2 separate regions of the Rattus norvegicus genome follow, and region 2 is linked to region 1. The links are chromatin contacts, called in public Hi-C maps. All regions are on one chromosome and are shown on one strand. Each heading gives the region's core, a stretch centred on a gene start, on an enhancer-like site or on the middle of the called end of the contact. The rest is flanking DNA. Distances are from core to core; before and after follow the strand shown. Region 1 holds the start of Tmem178a (transmembrane protein 178A). Region 2 overlaps LOC102551891 (a long non-coding RNA gene).

Region 1 (5,564 bases), core at 2,121-4,620:
CATTTCCAAACCAATCTGTCTTGTGTGCTTTTATCTCTTAATCATGAGAAATGCTTAGAGTCTCCAGGAATGGGATATACTAACATTTATGGTGGGAGAACATTTCTATGCTGCCTCTCTGCGACTTTCATCAGCATCCCACCTCTGTCCTCTGTGTCCACAGGTTTAAAAGCTTGACTTATTCCTGTCTCAAAAGTTCACTAGGCATACCAGAAAGTTTGTAAGCCACATTCTGACCCCTATCTGGTCTCCCATCTGAGTCGACTTATCAATAATTAAAATTTCTAAATGATTATAAGACCCCCAAGGCAGTTCAGAGAGGAAAGTAGGAAGTAGACCTCGAGGCTCTGGGTAAAGGGATGTTTGAGGTGCGCGTGAGGATGGTTCCTAGTGGTTTATGCTAGGAAAGTCAGACCACAGCCATCTGATGTCAGGTGCCAAAACAATGCTAAACAAGGTTTCCTAATATGGATGCCCGAACCATCTGCTGGAGGCAGGTAAATCTGGATGATTTTGCTTTTCCATATTATTCACAGAATCGGAATTTTAATGAAACTTCCATGTCCCTGTCTTTCCCCAGAGGTGAAGCAGACCCAGAAGTTACCAGAAGTAGGAAGTTAGTTTCCTCCAGCCTAACGTGGGTTAGCAGCAAACTGCTGCTAGAAGAACTAGAGGCTCTTCCGGCCTTCCCCTTCCCCCAACAACAAACTGTGACCCTGTAATGACTGGTGTCCTGCTTTGCCCTGAGCATCTCATTCCTAACATTATCAGCTCATTAACTTCCCAGGATTCCAAATTCACATGGCTGTTATTAAAACAACAATACATCTCAGATCTAGCAAGTTCCCCAAAGCACAGTCAGCCTTCATAGACAGAGACAACCAAACCAAAGGCCAAATGAGTCGAACGATTGTGGGAGAAAATACGCTGGGGTTTAGTAACAGGCGCAGTATGGGACCCCCTATTTTTCTGACAGGCCAGAAAGCCCCAGTGTTCTCCACAAAGAATTAGCTAGCAACTATCAATGTGAGGTAATTTTTTTTTTCATCTAAAAGATGCATTCATGACCAGAACAATGTAAGCCATCTAATTAGTATATGAGTTCTGTTGTGCGGGTACTGTACTGGGCAGCCATCTGTCAGAAATCGTAGCAGGGTTAGAACAGAGGGTTGAAAGATTGGATTCACTGACCTCTGATAACATTCTTAATCTCCTAAGATCACTTGATTCTGGACACTCTAGGAGCTGGGTACCTCAGCTAGCCAGCATAATTCCATAAGGATCCTGGAGGATCCCTGTGGGAGTGAGTTCTCCTGCTGTGGGCCAGACTCTGCTCTGCTGTTTCAAACATCACACTATCCAAATTGTATGCAGTGATATAATCTATGCACAGAGGAGTGTGTGTGTGTGTGTGTGTGTGTGTGTGTGTGTGTGTGTGTGTGGAAAATGCAATTCTGCCATTTCCAAAGACAAACTGAACTGCTTACTTTCAAAATTGCCTCGTCTGAATGAGCACTCCATAACCGAGCCTCCACAGCCAGCTCTTACAGTTTATCCATGTAGCACGCTACTATCAGGATTAATTATGCAGTGTCTTCATGAGGAGAAATCAGATTTGGATGCAAGTTGGAACAGAAAAGAAAAGGGTTTGCTTCCCAAAGGAAGATTACTGTATCCGACTGCCCTCCGAATTGCTGGAGCCCTTCCATATACAGACAGATTTGGATGGCAGTCCCCAGCTGGGCTAGCCATGGGAAGGAGGAAATTGACATGTTTGAGAAATGAAGACTATGCCAACCAACAAGATGGGGAAGGCCAGCACGTTATTAACCCCCTCCTTTCTCGGTAGTTTCACGGCGAGCTGTAATTCAGTGCACATCTGCTCACTTGATTCTAAATATTTTCAGACGGGCTGACCTCTGACTTCCTTTTGGGGGAACAGTGAGTCCAAGGAAAAGAAGTTTGTTTATTTGTTTTTCTTTCAGGGGACATTCTGTGGAGGTTTGAGCTTTAGAAGTTAAAGGAAGCGCTACAGAAGAGGACTGTCACATTGAATATTTTTACATGCATGGGATTGCAAAAAAAAAAAAAATTCAAACTACCTGATTACATACAGAAGATGGGTGTTGCATAGATTCCAGAAGAGCAAAGTGATGCTACACCAACACAAAGCCCAAAAACCAACAATAAGGACAGCCTACAGAGTGTCACAACCATAAGAGTGTGACAGGTAGAGTCTCCCAGCCCAAGTCTACTTTCAAGGACTTGGCCCTTGGCTCTCCTTAGCTACTTTGACCCTGAGGAGGGTGGTCATCGGGAATGTTGAATAATGAATAAAGCAGGTGTCTTAGCTGCTTTTATTAATGAATTAGGGAATGCAAAGTCCAATTCAAACAGACCCTGAACTTGGGAGTGTTTGGGGGACAGACCTTCGCTCCCCATGAATCCTCCAGGCTGGGATGCCCACATACATCACCCAGCTCAATCCACGAGAAAGCCCTCCTCCCTCGTCCTAGGGTTTATACCTCATCTCTTCCAGAGGGCATGCCTCAAAGGAAAATGCAACTTGAGGGAGGAAACCTAGTTGAGAAAGATCAGTCTTTGGGCTGTCACCCTCCCTGGGAACAGGGTCAAGAAAATTCACATATACATCCCCAGTCAGCCAGGTGCACGGGCGGAGAAGGACCAGAGGAGAGTCAAGGGAAAGAGAGACAGCGGTGAGGGGTAAAACAGAGTCCAGGAAAATGGTAAAAGAAGGATAGGTAGGATGAAGCAGCAAGGAACGGGAGAGAGAAGAGTAGCTGGAAAAGGAAAGCAGGGAAGCAGCCTGGAAGGGTGAAAAATGAGCGGGGCAACGGAGCGCAGCAACTGGAGAGGCAACCGCGGGGACCAGCGCGCCCCTGGGATGCCCGGACTGTGCTCCGCGCGCGGACGCAGGGACGCGGGGCGCGCTCGCCGCTCACCTTTCAGGATGAGGGTGTCGATGTCCCGGTCGATGCCCAGGAAGTAGCACTTCCTCCAGAGGCCGGAGTAGGTGGCGAACAGCGGCCGGCCACACTCGGCGTCCAACCCACCGAGCCCCAGCAGCGAGCGCCAGGACTCCGGGTCAGAGCGCCCAGGGCCGCCGGGGAGCAGCCGGCGCCCCAAGGGAGGCGAGTCCCGCAGCGGCAGGTGCGACAGCGGCATCAGGCGGTTCTTCTGATCCGGGGGGTCGGCGCCCGCGCGGCTGCGCTCGCAGCTCTCCTTGTGGCGCCGGGGGTCGGTCTCGTACCAGTGATCGGTGAAGATGGCCGTGACGAGCAGCCCCAGGGAGCAAAGGCTGAGGCCGAGGCTTAGCGCCGTGACGAGCGCCCGTGGCTCCATGGCTTCCCGGCCAGCAGCAGCAGCCGCCGGTGGGCTCGCCGCCGCCGCCAGACACAATGCACTTGGCCTCGGCGCTCCGCCGAGCGCCCTCCCTCCCCGCCACCTGCCCCGCACTCTCCCTCCCACAGCCGCCCGCCCGCCTCACTCCCCCGCGGGAGCCTCCTCCCGCCCGGCCCCGCGCCCTCCCGCGGCGCTCTTACTTTCCCGCGGCCCTCCCCCTTAGCCACACTCTCCACAACCCACCCCCTACCCGGGCCGATCACGCCCCTCGTCCTTCTCCCTGCTTCCAGCTCCCGCGGTCAGCCCCCTCTCTCCAGCCCCCTCTCCCTTTCTTCACTTCTGCTCTCCGTCCTCCCTTTGCTCTCTCTCCCGTCCTTTCTCCTCTTAACCCAGTCCCTACTTTCTCTTTACTTTTCTTCAACTCTTCCAGACGCTCTTTCCCCCACTCCCGCGGGCCTTTGCGTCCCTGGCTCCTTCTGCCTTTATATACCTGCCTTAGATTCCAACCCTCTTGCCACCTGCCCCTGCGCACACCGCCTCCGGTCCTCTGTCCCTCCCACGACCTTACAAGACATCCACCAACATCACGCTGGATCTTGCCTCTTGTCCAAGTCGATTTTGATCACTGTCTGTTTTGCCCCCGGAGCAAATCTCATCCTTGAACGTGGGCGGTTTTGAGTATTCAGACTCTTGATCTAGAACAGCCAGCCTCTCTTCTAGACTTCTGAAGAATCCAGTCTCAGAGACCTTGGCAGCCAGCTCTGTAGACAGACCTTCCCCTCTCACTTTGCTCGCGGCAGCCTGGAACCCTTTTCTCTGCTCCAGCCCTTCCTCTGCAAGAAGATGCCCAGTGCCCCTGAGGCCACAGAGCCACAGTCAGAGATAATAGCGGCCCACTTCATTTCTGCCTGCTCCGAGATAGACTTCTTTTTCTTGAGCTATCTCCACGCCTGAGTGACTGACTGGCCTCCTGGATCAATATGGCCTTGCAGTGGCACCTGCTCTACCAAGTGATTATTGCCTTTGAATAAGGCAAGCCCTCCCTCCAGTGATAAATCAAACTAACGATTTTCTCCTGTGCCAGTTTCTCTGGTGGTCATCGAGGGTCAACAACAAACCAGTGCTCTACACCAGTCAACATCTGAGACTTTCTGCTCTCCCGGGGCTTTCTGAAGTCACAGATGTTCACTCCAAAAATGGCAGGCATGATCTTTCTAAAAGAGGAATCCTTAGGTCCAAGGTACGGAGTGAACGATGTGCACATATATTCTGCATGGCAAGGGACCCACCTACACCCTTGGGGCCACGTCAGAGGCAGAAAACCATGCTGTACCAGCCTCGAACGGCTATCCTTATGCTCTGACGCTATGAAATATTAATGATTCAAGAGATTATGAGGCATTCATTAGATGCTAAATGTCATTACTCCGTGATTTAATGGGACTTATTAATTAGCGCCCCACGTCAATTGGTATCGAGGTGCTTTATCTGCCTCCTACGGAATGGCATCTGGAAAGGTGGCATGAGATGCCACTGCCATCCATTTTCATTGCTGCTTGTGCTCAACATCTTTGGGGATTTTTTTTTTCTCTGTGGAAGAGTATGTACCTCTTCTGAGCTATTCAATCCACAGAAAGATCCCTTAAGCAGATCTTGGTCACATCAGACCCCTGTGTCTGTTTCTGCTGACCTGACAATGTGAATTATTGCTTGGATTTTCTCACAGCTGCAGCAAGAACTGTGGTGAGCTCTGGGTCTAATTAAGGAAGACAAAGAATTACAATTTTAGTGTTCTTCTCACAATCAGCCTTGCCTTAACAGGAAGCACTAAACCCAGCAGAGGCAGCTTCACTCAGGATTTACACAGAAGTGATGGGACTTAGAAGGTTTCTTTTATTTATATTCTATAATATGTATAAGATTGTAGACCTTTCCAGATCTACAGAGCCCCTTGAACTGTGAGTCCAATTGGCATCTGAAATTAACTTAGGGTGCCCTGTGTCATATATATATATATATATATATATATATATATATATATATTTATGTGTGTGTGAATGTATATATATATGAATGTATATATAAATGTGCAAATATATCTCTCTCAAGATAGTTATTACAAACCTGGAGCGTGTCAAAGATTGCCTGCCCTTTAGTTGTCTTCATTCCTTTGCCATGTCCTCACCTGATGTACTGCAGGA
Region 2 (5,564 bases), core at 2,286-4,785, 130 kb after region 1:
ATGAAGAACTTTAAGTAATTAGAGGAGGCCCAGCATCCATATCTGAAGAGACAACTTGCATTGCTCAAAGTCTACTGATGAAATATTAATTTCACTAAAAATAACTCCCACAGAAACCTCTAAATAACATTTTATCGAATATCTGGTTAGTGGCAGCCAGACAACTTGACACAGAAAATTAGCCATCACCTAGTCTGTGGCAGGTTAGAAAACAAACTCAGAAGCCTTCGACTGGAGATAGCTTACAAGTGATTATATAAGACAGCTTTAACAGTCTGCCAAGCAGTTGCATTAATAAAGAACGCTCAAGCCTAGCATGGTGACACACATTTGTAAGCCCAGCACTTTGAAGATAGAGGCAAAAGAATCATGAGTTCAAGGCCAGCCCGGCCACATGAGATCCTGTCTCCAAACGAAACAACAACGACAGCAGCCAAACAGGGAAAGAAGGCTAGAGAAATGATTTAGTAAATAGAGCGTTTGTCTTGCAAACTCAAAAACCTGAGTTTAATTCCCAAGTCCTCGCTCCCAACACACACACACACACACACACACACACACACACACACGAAGAGGTGGATCCACTGGGGAGGTGAATCCCTGGAGCTCACTGGCCAGACAGTCTAGCTTATATGGTGAGTTCCAGACCAGTGAGGGATTCCTCTAAGACACATAAAATAGAGAATATGGGTCATGTGGAAAAACTCTTCAGGTCGTGCACATACCAATGAAGCATGCTCATTTGATTAGTGTGCTGGGGATAATGGGGAAGCACTGCCACTGCAGGTAAGGAAGCCAGCTCCCTGTTATTGTATTCTGACCAATTAGCCCGAGGCATCCAGTCCATCTTTGCTCACTGCAGCCAACTCCTATCGATCCAATCCAGAATCCCCAAACTTTCAAATATTCCCATCATCATTTTCATATCGCTATCATCAGCCAAAATTAATGAACTTAAAATCAGTGAGTAGGTCCCAACAAAATAACTACATATATATTGCACCCCAGCATATATATGTATATATATATATATTGCACCCCAATATATATATTGCACCCCTCTATATATGTATGTATTTATTTCACTTTTGATATGAATTACTTATAAAAGGATGTAATTGTGCCTAGTGATAGTGTAGGTCTCTCAGGTAGGCCTCTCCATGCTGGGTCCTGTCCACACATGGCCACTCCTCCACTCGCCTTTTTCCAGGGATTATATTGTTTCCTACTTTAAAAAAATGTAAAATATATTATTTTTAAATGGCAGTGGTGGTGTGCATTCGTGTTTCCATGCATGCAAAGAGGTCAGAGGACAGCTCTGAGGAGTCAGTTTCCTCCTTCTACCTTTGCGCAGTCTCTTGGGATCAAACTCTGGTCACTGGACTCAGCAGTAAATACCTTTACTTGCTGGACCCAAATTTAAATCTTAGTGTTTTGTTTTGCTCTGTATTGGTTTTGTGAAGCATGAAAGACAAAAACAACAACAACAACAAAAAAGTACATGTGGCTTTCAAAAGGATGTGCACGCCAATCGGATACCAGACATCTTCTCAAACCCTAGCATCGGTCTGGTCTGGATCTGGATGCTTGCCCGATACCAGTAACTACTGAGCACCTCGGCCTCCCAGATAAGACGTCTAAGCTGGCAAAGTGACACAACCTACTGTGGTGCGTCTTCAGCCAACATTTACTGCTGTCCCATGACCTCAGCAACCACTGCTCGCCCAGACGCTGAGAACAGGGCCCTGTGATAGCCCTGTGAGTTGACTGGGTGTCCTGGGAGCATGGTCCAGCTTGCAAGCAAGGACTCCATTCTTCCTCTGTTGACTTTGTTTTCTTCTATATAAGCCCCCAGCTTCTGATGGACACGTCTAGCAAGGGCCCCGGAGAAACCTGCAGTTAAGCAAAACATAAACTTGGCCATTATGGTACAGCTCTGGCCTCTCATAAATTGTATCACACCACTTGTCAGTCTATGAACGCAAAAGATTAGACCCTCAGTGGCTACGCGTCCCAAATAAGGACCAAAGAGCACACAATAGATTCTATGGCTCTGTTACATATTAAAACAATCTAACTGTACTTAACTATGTCAATTTTTAACAGATAATTAGGGTTGGAATTAATGCAAAAATCGGTTAAATCTGGTGCCTTCCTTGCTAATTGTTAACCAGCCTCAATCGCACATTAACATAATCTGGAGTTTTCTGTCCAACTGTTTTTATCTCAGTTGCCCTAACTAAATTCAAGATCATGTTACGTGACTCTGACAGCATGGTTACTTTGTGGCTTTGTTCCGTTTTGGTTTGGTTTGTTCGGGGAGGGGGGCATCTTATAAACATAGCTTGTAATCAAAATCCTTGTTCTTTGTTTTCTCCTTGGGTCAGTAGCTTCTTATCTTGCTTGTCTGATGTCCAGAGTAGGGAAGATGATTTCTATATGTCTAGCTTTGTCTTGTCCTCACTGTCTATAGGCAAAGGAAACGAAGGCTGTGTTGGCCCCAAGCCACCATGCCAAGCTTTTAATGACTCTCGACTCACAGCCGCTGACAGTTGATACGGCCTGTATTGACATTAAGCTCCTATCTTGTAACAGAACCCATATTCCTTTTCCAGGAATAAGTCCCAGCTTATCAGAACACATTTTTTAAAAACCTCTTTCATAATACACAACACCGTTTGAGAGAGTGGCGAGAAATGGCTTTGTGCTCCAGGACAGATGCCTCAAGCCAGAAGAGCAACGCCTTCTCACCAGACCCCCGTTGACTCTCTCCATTCTTCCTCACAGAGGCTTTTCTGTAAGCCAGATGTCAACAAACACGCCAGACTCTTTAAACTTCAATCTGTTTGGCATTTCAGAAACGCTGAGAGTTAAGCACTTCCCCCCCCCCCCCAGGAAACCTACTTTCTGATTCCCGGAGGGGGGGGGCGGCAGGGGGGGGTGGCGGGGGGGGGGGCGGACAGAAGGATGAGGGGGCCCTTAGCCTCAGTGGGATACCTGTTGGAAGCAGACATCCCACAAGTCACTTCACAGCGTTCAGACCCCAACTGGTTCCTAGCTTTATGCAGGGAGACTGATGTATAGAGTCCCATAAAAATTAAAACCCTGGGAAAAGCACAGGCCCCGGAGTCAGAACGGAGCAATTGAATGATGGTCTCTTCTGGAAGTCAGAGTGGGCCCTTTTTCTCACCCTGCTCCTGGGGATGGAAGTGAAGTCTAACCTTACAATGGTGACTAATTCCCCATCTGAGGGCCTCGAGCTTTTTGCAGAGCAAATTACAGGCGTGGTAAATGAAGGGTCTCTGGAGGTGAGAGCTGACAGAAGAGGAAGGAAAGATGGGAAAAGTAAAAAATCAAATCCCTAAGTGTTAGTGGATTGCCAAACAGAAGGGGCTTTCTGAGGCTGAGGTAGGCAACCCACCCCTAGGCTTCCTTCAGAAGCTTTTTTTTTTCCTTTCTCCCTGACTCATCGGGTTTCTTCAGGAACGCCTGGTGAGAAAGGGATTATGTAGCAGGCGAGGGAGCCAGCCTTTTTTGGCAGCAGAGACACACTTTGGTTTCAGATGCTGAAGATCTTTGAGAACAGACTCAATGTGCTGGCGTTCCAGGCTGGAGTCCAGCAGCAGTTCGACCGCAGACGAAGTGCATCAGATGGTTGGGGCTGTCAGCCAAAGAGACTCGAGGACTTTCCTGGGGTTACACCTCTCCAGAAGTTTGAAGATGCGGGGACAGGTTTGCCTTCTGAAACGTGCGAATGTCACCAGCTGGGAGTGGCAGATGCCAAGAGCCAGTCTGAAAACAGCTCTCCATCTGGCAATGGGCTAGGCTTCCTGGGACACAGATTAGAATGCTTTGTAACCAAGAGGCGGAAGCACGAGTTTAGATTCACACACATTGTTCCGGTCTTTGGGTCATTTCCTGCCTTTAGAATTCATTTCCTTTCCAGGTCCCACAAAAGCTCCATGAAGGGCAAGAAAGAAGTTGCGGGGGAGGGTTTGCCATTGCTTGGGTCCAAGCAGGGGCAGTTAGTTCTGCCTCTCTGCCCAAGGTCTGCATCTTTCTATGCCCCTCCTGTCTGCTCGCCCTGAGCCAGAACGGGGAAGCCTTAAGGAAAGGAACATAAATTAGAGAAGGGATCATTCGCTAGCGAGTCCGATGAACCCACTTGTTCCTAGAAAACAGACAGGGAAATGGGAAAAAAAATCTACAAGATTTTATCGAGGAGTGCCCTTCACCCGCACTCCCTTCAAGGACACAGCTCCCCCGAACAGACACACACACACACACACACACACACACACACACACACACACACACAGGGATTTAAAGCAACTGCCACAGCCTGGTTCCTGACCTTCCTGAGTTACCAGCACGCCAGCCAGGTACACCTGGACGGTGAAGTTTGCTACACAATGACTTGCTGTGTTCTCTTTCACTCGTTTTTGTTTCACATTTTGTTCCAACAAGGATATAAGGCAGCAATAATAGCTTTCCTGGCCGCTTTTTCAGGCTTGTTTTGAGCACTTTGAAATTGACACGAATCCTGGAAAAATGTTTCTGCAGATCCCAGCATGCCCCGAGCACACACTGCCAATCTACTGTGCACAGCTCACCTTCGCCCCCACCACGCCCACTTATATAACACGCCGCAGGGTGGACCTTCTGGCCTTGGGGACTACAGGGACCAGACAAACTCAAGGCAGATCTGTGGATCCTTTCATTTCTCCGAAAAGTTTTGGCTCTGGGGCAGTGGTTCTTGACCTTCTTAATGCTACCACCCTTTAACACAGTAAGTCATGTGGTTTTGGGGGTCGTCACCCACAGGTTGAGAACCTCTGCTAGAAATAGTGAGCCTCACAAAATCTAAGTCATGTAGTTCTGGTCAGGATGTTCCTATGTGTTCAAACCCTATGTCTGTCTAGGCTGTAAGCTCTATACATCACATGCTATTATTTTTGCTACATCCACCCATTTGAACACAGCAGCTTAGGAGCAAGCCCCTTACAGAGACAGGGTAGTACAATTTGGCAAACAGATTTATCGTGATATTGTGGATCCCCACAGACAAAAATCTGTTACTTCCCCATAATTTAAACAGTTTGTTCTCAGGGCCACCATTGCCACCACCAGGAAGGGCTGACAGTGAGGGCTTTCTGCTTTGGGCCGTCAGTGCCATTCAGGAATCCACACAGCTAGCTTCCTGAATAGCTCCATCTTATCAGGTGTTCCGAGAGATGGCCTCCTGTGACGTTCGTTCGTTGTGATTGTCCCCGGGGATATTTGGGAAGTTCTGGGAGAAGGTAGTAACTAGGGAGAATTTAGTTCTGTATCAGGGTCAGGAATACCGGTCTGGCTTGGGATGTATCAAGGGATGTGCCCTAATGGACCCGAAGGACATTAAGCCTGCACAGAGGAAAACATCACAACACAGCCCCACTCATGGGTAAATTCTAAACGTGTGCTCTCGAAAATCAAGAGCAGAATACGGGTCACTAGACACTGGGGAAAGTCAGAGAGGGAGGGAGAAGGAAAGACTGGTCAAGGGATAGTGGGTGTCAGTTGGA

The links. A called contact is a pair of places that touch in the nucleus more often than the background predicts.
Region 2: a contact with region 1 is called in a Hi-C map of Schwann cells, with 2.5 times the contacts expected there. The contact joins the enhancer-like site here to the promoter of Tmem178a in region 1. A contact is called at or near these places in 2 of 12 Hi-C or Micro-C datasets (Schwann cells and frontal cortex).

What each region holds. Positions count from the first base shown.
Region 1 is chr6:19,812,439-19,818,002 of GRCr8, forward strand. It overlaps Tmem178a (transmembrane protein 178A), which reads right to left and starts at 3,371. Exons shown (of 4, transcript NM_001004282.1): 1 at 2,964-3,371. The coding sequence starts at 3,363. LOC134479321 (a long non-coding RNA gene) reads left to right here. Exons shown (of 2, transcript XR_010052483.1): 2 at 1,986-2,368.
Region 2 is chr6:19,946,731-19,952,294 of GRCr8, forward strand. All of the region lies in intron 2 of LOC102551891 (a long non-coding RNA gene), which reads left to right. Among named protein-coding and RNA genes, the nearest start is that of Map4k3, 80 kb to the right of the region's middle. Within about 2 kb of position 3,536, at least 48 of the 93 cell types and tissues checked have an H3K27ac peak or open chromatin away from gene starts, as enhancers often do. A contact at or near this core is called in Schwann cells, where this site is marked.